Regions from separate parts of the Sus scrofa genome. Here region 1 is linked to region 2. Evidence: chromatin contacts called from public HiChIP or PLAC-seq data. All regions are on one chromosome and are shown on one strand. The core of a region is the stretch at or near the end of the contact, and the rest is flanking DNA. Distances in the headings are between cores, read along the strand shown. Region 1 has its middle 38 kb from the start of JADE1. Region 2 overlaps JADE1 (protein Jade-1).

What was found. HiChIP or PLAC-seq counts read pairs in DNA pulled down with a chosen protein or histone mark.
Region 1: an H3K27ac HiChIP or PLAC-seq map of alveolar macrophages shows a contact between it and region 2. The contact joins two enhancer-like sites. A contact is called at or near these places in 1 of 47 Hi-C or Micro-C datasets (embryonic fibroblasts) and 2 of 2 datasets of contacts at active chromatin or transcription factors (alveolar macrophages and skeletal muscle).

Annotation. Positions count from the first base shown.
Region 1 is chr8:96,598,776-96,604,843 of Sscrofa11.1, forward strand. No RefSeq gene overlaps it. Among named protein-coding and RNA genes, the nearest start is that of JADE1, 38 kb to the left of the region's middle. Within about 2 kb of position 2,741, at least 7 of the 83 cell types and tissues checked have an H3K27ac peak or open chromatin away from gene starts, as enhancers often do. A contact at or near this core is called in alveolar macrophages, where this site is marked.
Region 2 is chr8:96,458,014-96,464,373 of Sscrofa11.1, forward strand. The region is part of intron 2 of JADE1 (protein Jade-1); the gene reads right to left. Among named protein-coding and RNA genes, the nearest start is that of JADE1, 100 kb to the right of the region's middle. Within about 2 kb of position 3,823, at least 1 of the 83 cell types and tissues checked has an H3K27ac peak or open chromatin away from gene starts, as enhancers often do. A contact at or near this core is called in alveolar macrophages, where this site is marked.

The DNA of each region.
Region 1 (6,068 bases), core at 1,491-3,990, 140 kb after region 2:
ATGGGAACTCCTCCATGACAATTTTTTTTCTTTGTGTCGCACCCATGGCATATGGACTTTCCAAGGCTAGGGGTCAAATTGGAACTACAGTTGCTGGTCTACATCACAGTCACAACAATGCAGGATCTAAGCCGCATCTTCAACCTACACCACAGCTCACAGCAATGCCAGATCCTTAAACCACTGAGCAAGGCCAGGGATTGAACCTGTGTCCTCATGGATACTAGCTAGATACTAGCCATGATGGGAACTCTGATAATTTTTTTTTTTTTTTTTTTTGTCTTTTTGTTGTTGTTGTTGTTGCTATTTCTTGGGCCGCTCCCGAGGCATATGGAGGTTCCCAGGCTAGGGGTCCAATCGGAGCTCTAGCCACCGGCCTACACCAGAGCCACAGCAACGCGGGATCCGAGCCGCGTCTGCAACCTACACCACAGCTCACAGCAACGCCGGATCGTTAACCCACTGAGCAAGGGCAGGGACCGAACCCGCAACCTCATGGTTCCTAGTCAGATTCGTTAACCACTGCGCCACGACGGGAACTCCTGATAATTTTTTAATAATTATTACTGCTATTAACTTTGTCAACCTGATGGGTGAAAATAATATATAATTTAACTGTTTCTTTAATTATGAATAAGGTTGGACATTGTGAAATATGTTTAAAATTTGACTTTTTATTAATGGATAGTTATTTTATATTAAGAAGGTTAATCATGGAGTTCCTGTTGTGACTCAGCAGGTTAAGAACTTGACATAGTGTTCATGAGGATGTGGGTTTGATCCCTGGCCTTGCTTAATGGGTTAAGGATCTGGCATTGCTGCAAGCTGTGGCATAGGTCACAGATGCAGCTCAGATTCAGTGCTGCTGTGGCTGTGCAGCTGCAATTCAACCCTTAGCCTGGGAACTTCCATACACTAAAGATGCAGCCATAAAAAGAAAAGAAGAAGGAAGAGAAGAGGAAGAAGGAGAAGAATAAAGTTAATTGCTTTTCTGCCATATATTTTTTAAATAAAGTTTTTCAGTTGAAAAAAAGGGAGTTCTCATAGTGGTTCAGTGGTAATGAACCTGACTAGTATCCATGATGACGTGGGTTCAATCCCTGGCCTTGTTCAGTGGGTTAAGGATCCAGCATTGCTGTGAGCTGTGGTGTGGCAGATGTGGCTTGGATATGGTGTTGCTACGACTGTGACTGTGGGGTAGGGCAGCAGCTACAACTCTGATTTGACCCCTGGCCTGGGAACTTCCATATGTCTCGGGTACAGCCCTAAAAAAGACAAAAAAAAAAAAAAAAAAAAAAAAGTATTCTCCTCCAAAGTCATTATGATCATATGTATTTCCTTCTCAAAAACACAGAAAACAGATTTTCTCAGGAGATCATATTATAAGCCTCTGTGATAAGAGAAGCGCTTATCAACTTTAGGTGGTCTTTTTTTTTTTGAGAAGAGAAAAATTATTTTATTGATGTTTTATACATTTTTTTTTGTCTGTGCCAAGGATAGTTTTTTTTTTAATTAAAATTTTAAAAATTAAAATATAATTGATTTTTCGTCTTTTTCTAGGGCCACTCCTGCGGCATATGGAGGTCCCATCAGAGCTGTAGCCACTGGCCTCACCACAGCCACAGCAATTTGGGATCCGAGCGGTGTCTGCAACCCACACCACAGCTCATGGCAACACTGGATCCTTAACCCACTGAGCAAGGCCAGGGATCAAACACACAACCTTATGGTTCCTAGTCGGATTCGTTAACCACTGAGCTACAACGGAAACTCTAGTTAATTTATAACGTGGTGACTTCTGCTGTAGAGCAAAGGAACCCAGTCATACATGTATATATTATGCATTCCCTTTTTTATATTATCTTCCATCATCATGGTCTTTATTCCAATGTCAGTGTGTATGTGATTATCTCTTTAACTATAACTGAAGTAGATAGCATACATCAACAATTACAAGGCTTCAAAAGAGGCTGTGCCCTGAGGGTAGTAACCAAAATCTTGTTATGTTACAGGTGTCTTCCCCAGTGTCCCCCCAGGACAAGCCATTGAAGGCATCTCCCTTCTCCTATAGGATAGGATGATAGAAAGAGAGGCTCATGAGAAGAGGACCAGGAAAATGAGGATGGGAAGGAGCCTGGGTCGTATTGACAGGATCTTCATGGCAGGATTAAGAAGCAGGAATGTATTATCCTTACTCAAGCACCAGAGGACCCACAGCCCAAAAAGTCCACAGGAGCAAGATGAAATAGCTCTGTACAGGCAGGAACAACTGGACAGCAGTGCTGAAGTTAGAAAGCACAAAAGCTTTCCGGAATCACATTCCCAGCCCTACCCCAGATTACTGAATAAGAATCCCAGGGCCAACTTGACCCTGGGTGATTTTGATAGGCAGAAAATTTGAAAACCACTGAGCTAAGATTTGATGTGAAGCTTAGTTTTTTAAACTCACAAATATTTATTAAGGGTCTTGTATGTGACAGACTTTAAGCCAGACACAGGAAAAGAGGGATGAACAAAAAGACAAAACCTGGTCCCCAGAGATTACAGCTCAGTGGAGGACATAGACATAGACAAATAAACATACACTTCCAAACCTACACCTTTCCCTCCCCCTAGAATCAAGGCCCACAGCTGAATACACTGAATTTCCCAAGACCCAGGAAATTCAGTCCTAAGTATAAGGAGCTGTATTTCAAAAAGGCATAACCTGAAAGGAGGAAAGCACCCTCTTGTGGCCCTGGAGGTGGTGGCACCTGAAAGAATGACCAGTTCTAAAAAGTAGGAGGTTGGAGTTCCTCTCGTGGCACAGTGGAAATGAATCCAACTACGAACCATGAGGTTGCATGTTCGATCCCAGACCTCGCTCACTGGGTTAAGGATCCAGCGTTGTAGTGAGCTGTGGTGTAGGCCACAGAGGCAGCTTGAATTTGCTGTGCCTGTGGCATAGGCTGGCAGCTGTAGCTCCAACTTGGAAACCTCCATATGCCACAGGTGTGGCCCTAAAAAGCCAAAAAATAAAAATAAAAGTAAATTTTAAATAATAAGTAGGAGGTTGCCCTGGGTCAGAGACCCTAAGTAGGCAGACCTAAAGCAGCTAGGAGTGTCAGCAGACCCTGTTTCTCTTCAATATAGAATCAGATACTTCGTGAGAAGATATTTTCCTTGTGTTCACTGCTAAGCAGTTTTACTTCTGGCCACCTGGGTTCTCTGATGTGGAATCAAGTGACACATTCTACAGCCAAGGCATCAAGCTCAGCCCATTTCCACTCTCCCCACAGCTCTAACACACAGCAAGGCCTGGAACAGGGAAGCATTCAATAAATATACAGTGAATAAATAAATGAAGTGCACTATCCCATCGAGTCCAACATTGCCTGCTTTGTGGGATCTTGAGAAGACTAGGCAAATAATCACAGTGGTTGAGTCCCTGAATTCTCTGAAAATAAATGACTTCTTAAAATATAAAATATAGTCTATGTCCCTCCTAAGAGTATCTATGAAAAGGATAATATTCACAAGGGATATACTTTGTGCTTGGAGCTAAGCCTGGTATGGCTTAATTTGCAGTAGAGTAACATGTAAATTTATGAGAATAAATTATATTATTTAAATGAAATTATAAAAATAAGAGTCGCTCACTTATATTCAACTTTCATGAATGCTAACACTTCTTGAAGAACATGGAGGTTTGATTTGTATTCAGACCTGAATACAGTATGAACCACAAGTGCCCAGAGACTGCTGATTTCAAGTATGTAGATAGGAAGCCCAGTCAAACACCAGCACAGTATATTTAGCATTTCCAGCACGTCTCCACTCAAGAAGCTATGAGGAAATCAGCTCAGTAAAGGGCTCTGGGTTATGAGATGGTGCTGACAAAATCACTCAACACCATTTCACAGAGGTCACCAGGAAAGAAGGCCAGAACAAAGAGGAAGAAAGGAATACATTACAGGGTGTACAAGAGAAGAATTAAGAAGACAGACAGAGAGAGAAAAGCACAGGATGAAAAAATTAAAGATTTGCTACAGCACTTAATCCACAGAATCCAAAAGTAAATAAACCAGTCAGCAGCCTCTGAAGGAGGAGGGAATTGATTTTGAGACATGTTGATTATGCCTCTAACTCTGAAGCTCATGAAATACTCTCTTGAATTAAGAAATACCAGAGGCTGAAAAGCACTTCTGGCCAAAGAGTTCATCCATCTGAGTTGAAGAGATCACAGCCCACAGGAGAAGAGATGGTTGGTGAAAGAGTCCGTCACTAAACAGCCACTATCCCTCAATGGATCCTGCTCCCAGAGCTGGGAGTCCTCTGTCCACCACATCTGGCTGAGCTCAAGGAATCAGCTTCAACACCTTGCACATGCAAGATGTTTGCAAGGGAGCTAATGTTGACCAGAGAAACAGCTTCAGTCACCTCCAATTAAGTCACATCATTCCCTCAATGTCCATTTTGGAAACCTATCACTGAAGTTTGCTGCATGCAATAATCCTACATTATTCTCAACCACCATCCTCATAAAATATATGGGAGAAATGGTCAAAAATATTAGCTTTGGAGTCGGAGACTCAAGGGTTTGAACTCTGAGTTTGTCAATTTGTAGCTGTGCAAATTGGGGCAAGTTTATTTACCTCTCTGAGCTTTTGTTTCAAAATGCACATTATAATACTATCTATCACATAGAATTATAGTAAGAACCAAAATGACATAAGTAAATCTTTTAGCAAATGCCTGGAAAATAATAAGCTTTCAAATTTTTTTTTAGGGCCACGCCCATGGCATATAGAGGTTTCCGGGCTAGGGGTTGAATCGGAGCTACAGCTGCTGGCCTATTCCACAGTCACAGCAACTCAAGATCCAAGCCATGTCTGTGACGTACACCACAGCTAACCACAATGCTGATCCTTAACCCACAGAGAGAGGCCAGGGATGGAACCTGCAACATCGTGGTTCCTAGTCAGATTCATTTCTGCTGTGCCACGCTGGAACTCCATAATGTGCTAAATTTTAAAAGAGTCTTGTTTCATCTCTCCTAAACATTTCAACCTCTTTGGAGAAATAGTTATTAATCATCATTCTCTGTTCATAAACATTCAGTTAGACTCACATCCAAATGTCAAGTGTTCAGACCTGTAAATACTAAAATAATTTTGCCAGTAAAATTTCATGAGTGTCCTCATAAAGTGTTTCAATTAACTCCATTTTGCCAGAAGTGATCTTAATCCATAAAACAGTAATTAAGCCAAAAAAATTGGTTTTGGTTTTCTTTTTATTAAGATTAAAATATCCTTGAGGACAGGATTGTGGCTTCCATTTCCTTCATATCCTATCCAATGTTTGACAGGGTATTAAACCTAAATAGATGTTTAATATCTGTCTGATCAGGTACATCCTTGGTATCACTAACACAGCTATCATAGTCTCTAATTCAGGAAAAGAAACAAACTGAATCTCTTGCTCAAACTAAAGGCTAGGACTACAAAGTTATACGAAAATTTTCAGATAGTTGTTTCCATCAAAGCAACCACCTTGACGCCACTGTGACAACTTAAGACTACACAGAGAGAATGAAACAGCCTCCCTGAGTCCCCAGACCCAACATTCTCACCAGTCCATATAGTAAAAGGAGAGAAATTTCATACCGCTAAAAATTACCATACTAAACACCAATACAATCTACCTTTCATCAGTCTGTAGGTACACGTGAGATATCATTGATGATGGTATCTCCTTGCTCCCTCATGGATTTTGAATAGGGAAGGACCTCAACAATGCCACCCTTCCCCAGCTTTTTTAGTTACATGGTAGCTGCTACTTGTGCAATCGGGGACAGTCTCCCTGACCTTTACTCCGCCCACCCCTCATAGCACACTTCAAGTCACAGAATACAGTCCCTTGCCAGTCTGTGAAAAGCCTAAGACTTTGCCTAGGGTTCTGTGCCTATGTTCACAAACCTATAACCCACCAGATGCCAGAATGGCACCACATTCCTTTCAGGGCTCTTCTGACCACAAACCAGTACAGCCCTCACAGTACAGGGGAGAATGCCACAGTTCTAGGTGTTC
Region 2 (6,360 bases), core at 2,573-5,072:
ATTAGTGCTGATTCTTACAAATCCCTCAAAAGGACTCTTCTCTCCCTCTTACTTCCCAAGATGGCCTCTAGCGAGTGATAGAAGTTGTGAGTAGGAAGCCTCACCTTCTAGCTAGCTGGTTTTTGTTGGTCTGGTCTAGTCTCTGAGTGCCCTCTGCTGGTGTCCACCATGGTGTGGCTAAGTGGTTGGTCTTAAGTGGGTTGTGCTGGAACCCACTGCTGTACTCTGAGGTTTCTGCCTCTTAGCCTCCAGGTAGGAGTCTCCACCCCTTGTGACCTCCTTTTCTTTTTTTTTTTTTTTTTAATTACTCAATGAATTTATTACATTTATAGCTGTACAATGATAATCACAATCCAATTTTATAGGATTTCCATCCCACAACTCCAGCCCATCTCCCCACCTCCCAAACTGTCTCCTTTGGAAACCATACGTTTTTCAAAGTCTGTGAGTCAGTATCTGTTCACAAAGAAGTTCATTCTGTCCTTTTTTCAGATTCCACATGTCAGTGATAGCATTTGATGTTGGTGTCTCATTGTCTGACTGACTTCACTCAGCATGATAATTTCTAGGTCCATCTATGTTACTAAAAATGCCATTATTTCATTCCTTTGAATGGCTGAGTAATATTCTATTGTGTATATGTACCACTTCTTCTTTATCCACTCCTCTGTCGATGGACATTTAGGTTGTTTCCATGTCTTGGCTATTGCAAATAGTGCTGCAATGAACATTGGAGTACATGTGTCTTTGCAAGTCATGGTTTTCTCTGGATAGATGTCCAGGAGTGACCTTCTTTTCTTGTTCCTAGGTCTCTTCAGAATCATTGTTTTATCACAACAGTGTTATCAAAACTCTCTTATCATGTACCCTTTTCAGGTTCACAAGAAACAACTGATTTGGAGGAGGAAGTAATTTGGGGCAGTGGCTGAATCCTCAATGAGACAGGCTCTTCCGATAAATGGAAGAAGGCTTTGGTTTTTCCTAGAGTGATATTATTATATATGGAATATATATCATATATATGTATGTATGTGTGTGTGTGTGTGTGTATCCCCAAGGAGGGAGGTCATAAGAACCTCCAATTTATAGCTATTAGGTCAGAAGCACAGGTAGCAACCCGGACAAGGGACTGGCATCTGCAGTAGAGGGTGGTCTTGTGGGACTTAGCCCTTTGCCTGTGGAACCTGACTCTATCTCCAGGTAGATCATGTCAGAATTTAGTTATATTTTCAAACACCCTGCTAGTGTCTGATAATTGCTTGCTGGTGTGGCAAACCTCCATATATATATTGGAATTTGGATTGGGAACCCTTTTCACCTGGTGAAGCTATAGAAGCATTTCTGCTACCCGGACCCTAAAGTCACAGGTGCCTCTAAGAACAATCCTATGGTGTAATTGGGCAATTCTTCTGGATGTGTTGTACTTGGCTGATTTGCTCTTAGTCATGTAGCCTCCAAGCCTGGCTCTGTTTAGAGATTTCTGTTAAACTATCAACTGCTCTTTAATTTATCCTTTTCTGCTTAGGCCGACTCCACTGGAGTCTGTTTTTTGCAACTGAGAACCCTGAACAATGCAGTAACCCTCTCTCTATTACCCCTTTCCCGTCCACAGTATAAACAAAAGTATAATCCTCTTTATAGAATTCACATTAATTACTGTAAGAAATACTATAAAACCAGAGGGCTCTATGTCTTAGTCAAGGCTGTATGGGTTTTAAATAAAAGACATTAACTTGAGCTATCTTTGTCTAAAAGGAAAAATCATTAGAAGGATACTAAGAGCTATGTAATGCTCTGGGAAGTGGAAAACTCTCAAGAGACAAGGAAAAGTGTCTCTTTCTTTCCTGTCTCTTTTATGCTTTTCCATGTACAGTTCCTGAGTTTCTATTACTTAAGTTTCAGCCACAGGTACAGACTATTTCTTGGTGCCAATTTCAAATTCTTGAAAGAAAGATGAAGCTGAGAAGGGGTCAAGTTGTCCACCCCAATCCAATCAATTAAGGCCAGAGGACTGCACAGCATTAAAAACATGGCTGTGGAGTAGTAGAGGGGAGTATTAAAAAATTAGGATAAGATAATAGACACTCCAGACTATTACATTCTCAGAAATGTGTGTTTAGAAAACTTGCCAGAGCTCTAAATTCTAGGGCTCAATGCTTAAGTGGTAGTCAGGGGTCTATAATATAGCTCAATGTATTTTGAAACTGTCAAAGCCTTGCTAAGCTTCCATACCTTTGGGAAAACTCTTGATGTGAATTTTGCTAAATCATTAGAAACCAGCAACTTTGCTCTTAATGACTGTGGTGGTCATTATCCTAACTTCCCATGATCTTTCCCCATTCACACCCACTTCTCCAATGCTGTTACTGTAAAGTCCCTGTGGTATGCAGCTTGTTTGAGCAAAGTCCAAGCTCAAGGTTAAAAACAGCATAGGACAGACTGGTGATTTTCCTTTTCTAGAAATTACGTTAAAGATACTGAATATGCCATGGTGGCTATACTATAAATCTTTACACTTTGTAAGAGAGTACCAAAAACCTCAAGTCAAACATATAACGAGTTTGGGGAGTTCCCTTCGTGACTCAGCAGTTAATGAACCCGACGAGGATCCATGAGGACTTGGGTTTGATCCCTGGCCTCGCTCAGTGGGTTAAGGATCTGGCCTTGCCAGGAGCTGTGGTGTAGGTTGCAGATGCGTCTTGGATCCCTCATTGCTGGGGCAGTGGTGTAGGCTGGTGGCTACAGCACTGATTCGCCCCCTAGCATGGGAACCTCCATATGCCATGGATTCGGCCCTAAAAGAGCAAAAAACAAACAAACAAACAAAAACCCATATAACCAGTTTTGCCAACCAAAGTATTCACCAGACAACTAAATTAATGGTAGAGCTCAGGTCCTCAGGAGGGCTGGGATTAACTGGTTCAAGTGGTATTTAGAATTCCAAATGAGACAAGAATTATGGTCTAAAAACACTAGGGCTCAACCATGCACTAAGTACCACAGAACAAGATGGAACATTTCCTATTGTCTCAGAATTTTAGCTAAAGCCGCAAAGCTAGAGACAGTGAGTACTAAATACTCACACAAAATCTTTTTTTTTTTTTTTTTTTTTTTGGTCTTTTTGCCATTTCTTGGGCCGCTCCTGCGGCATATGGAGGTTTCCGGGCTAGGGGTCTAATCGGAGCTGTAGCCACTGGCCTACGCCAGAACCACAGCAACACGGGATCCAAGCCGCGTCTGCAACCTACACCACAGCTCATGGCAACGCCGGATCGTTAACCCACTGAGCAAGGGCAGGGACCGAACCCGCAACCTCATGGTTCCTAGTCGGATTCGTTAACCACTGCACCACGACAGGAACTCCATCACACAAAATCTTAAAAGAAGATTACTAAAACACAAAAATATCAGTCCAGCAATTCTACCTTGTCCAGACTAATAAAACTAATTTTTTGTTTGTTTGTTTATTGCTTTTTAGGGCCGCACCTGTAGCAGATAGAAGTTCCCAGGCTAGGGGTCAAATCGGAGCTGCAGCTGCCAGGCTATGCCACAACCACAGCAACAAAGGATCCGAGCCACATCTGTGACCTACACCACGGTTCACGGCAATGCCGGATCCCTAACCCACTGAACAAGGCCAGATATTGAACCAGCATCCTTATGGATACTAGCCAGGTTTGTAATCTACTGAGCCACAACAGGAACTCCCCAAAAATTTAAAATTAGATTCTTAGAAGGGACCAGGAAGGAACAGACACGTTCATAGGGACAGGCAAGTCTGCAATGAGGGCAAATGGTCATGTGTCTCCCTCCCTAGTTATTTGTAAAATTTCTCAAACTCAAAGGTCCAACTTCTGCTTTCCCAGTATAGCATAGTTGATTCAGTGGGAGACCCTACGATAACTAGATCTGGCATAAAACAAAATCCAAATTACATGGCTAGACTCAAATCAAATCAGGGAAAACACCTAGGGTGGAAACAACAAAGCCAAACTAAAATAACAAACTGTTGATTTGAAACCAAAGTAGCAAGTTTGGTGCACATATGTGAGACACAGAATTTATCTGAAGGCAGGTGCTGACAGTGGTCCAGGAGCTGACTGTGGATTGGAGAGTAGGTTCAATTTCAGGATTAAACAGAGTGCAAGGAGACCCCAGCTGTGAGTATACTGCTAAGTGTCACAGTAGGTCAGCCACAGAATAAAGGGCTTTGGAAGAATACCAAGGGTACAGAGATGAGATCATAACACTGACAGGTAAGAGACATTTCTACCTGGTCCCTAATCCCTCTTCTCTTACTCTCTTCAGAGAAAGAAGAGAGAACTAGAGGCAAGAAGTAAGGAGAGAGGAAAAAGAAAACAAGTGAAAGAAAAGACCACACTTTCCTTCCCTCTAGGGGATCCGGAAGCTGTGGGTGAGGCCTGATAGGAGAACAGGGAGACTTAGCTTGAGTAGACCTTAATATGGTGCCGGAAAATGGCTGGAAAGCTGTGTGTGGCGAAGGAAGATCCTAGAGCATGTTTTCAGGCAATGACAGGAAAAGAAAAAACTCCACTGAGTTTCAGCCATTCAATAAACACAAGTTACCCTCACCTGGACAGCAGGCAGCCTGACCCTGCTTCATAGTTGTCTCAAATAACTGTATAAACGTGGGTTAGATTCCATGAAGAAGCCCTGAAAATTAGCCTGGGACAAGAAAATAAGGAAATTTGGCTGCCAAACAAATTAAAAACAAATTTCATTGTTCATGTTTACATAGACTTATAGATACCAGAGTCCAAATCATACCCACAGGAAACATTCTTTAAAAGATGTCTGATATAACCCAGTTAGTGCAAAAGGCACTTCACCAGGATCTTCATCATAAAGAAGGGAGCTCTGCTATATTGGAAGATTTCTAATATTATTGAGAAAATAATGCAAATTTGAACTTCAATCATTTGGGTGCACTGGGAGAAAGGATCAAAGGTAAGTGAGGGTTTCATCGGGACAATGAAATATGAAAGCCAATCACAGAATCAGGAGAGTGGATCATTTACTTTGTTACTTTTGTGTAATCACAATATCAAACAATTCCAGCCCAAATTTAAAGGAAGGATAAAAATTAATATGAATGAAAACCATCACAAATCAACAGGCTTCAGAATGCTGCATAGTAAAATGTCATAAACACTGCATTTTCTTTTCTTGGTCCAATAGGGTGCTGAACCTGGAAGATAAAGTCATTTTAATGAAATCTGCCATTTTCTGAACTACTGATTGTAGACAAAATTCCTCTTATAAGTATTTATCATTGTGAAAATAAATGCTTATTTTGGAGTTATTATTCTGGAAGAATTATGTGTTCACATGTAGATTATCACAAACTTTAACTTTTGAAGGCTTTAAATAAATAAAAACGAATTGTATTTTCTTAGCCATTTCAGAAGTTAAGCGGTGAAAGCTGGCTAAAGGAAAGGGGTCATTTTTACCCTGGACCTTTCATTAGAGGCAGACAAACTTTTGGTAAATTCTGCACCTCTGATGAAGGATTGAGGCAACAACAATTTCGTCAGCCTTCCATGGATACCTTATACTCACAGAACCCCAGCAGGGTTCAAAAAATTTCACCAAAGGTGCAGCAGTTACAACCTTAAATCAACTGAGGAGGCCTGGCTCCTAGTCTATTACTTAGTGGTTTGGCGCCTCTAGAAGCCAGTCAATCTCTCTGAGCTTCAATCTCCTCATTTATTAAATAAGGATATTTCAAAACCCATGTCGATGTCTTTTCCAAGGCTGAGATTCAGGGGTCTTGACCTCAACTAACTGATAAAGTGCAGCCACTCTGGCGAATAAGCAAAGAGGTTGGTGAAGCTTGGCAAGCTAAAAAAATCATTTATGAATTCAGAGCATGGTTAAAACTGATGTGTGCATAGTTCAGACAAAGCAACAAGAAAACCACTTTTCTGAATACTCTTTGTGATATGTATGCAATTTACTTCCTAAAAAAAAGACAGCATTTTCATGGTTGGTGTGAATCCAAACCTGACATAGATGTATGCACTGCATCTGGCTATTTTAAAGTGCTAAGAAGTTTAGTGACAAGTACTCTTCCGTTTCTTTACAAAAAAAATTATTAGACTTTAGGGGTGAGGAAAAAATGTAGGGGGGAAGTTTGAGTAATCCTTTCAAGGGCTTCTTGTTATTTTGGCACATGGATAGTTCTCAAGAGGAAAGAAGAGATTTTTTCAACTGTGTAATCTTCCAGGAACAGGAAATTCATAGAAAAACATTTCCCTTTGTTTTGAGGTAGTCACAGCACCACAAAACCCAAGGGCCCATACTGAGAAAGTCATCTATAGATCTTTGTATGTTAGCCAG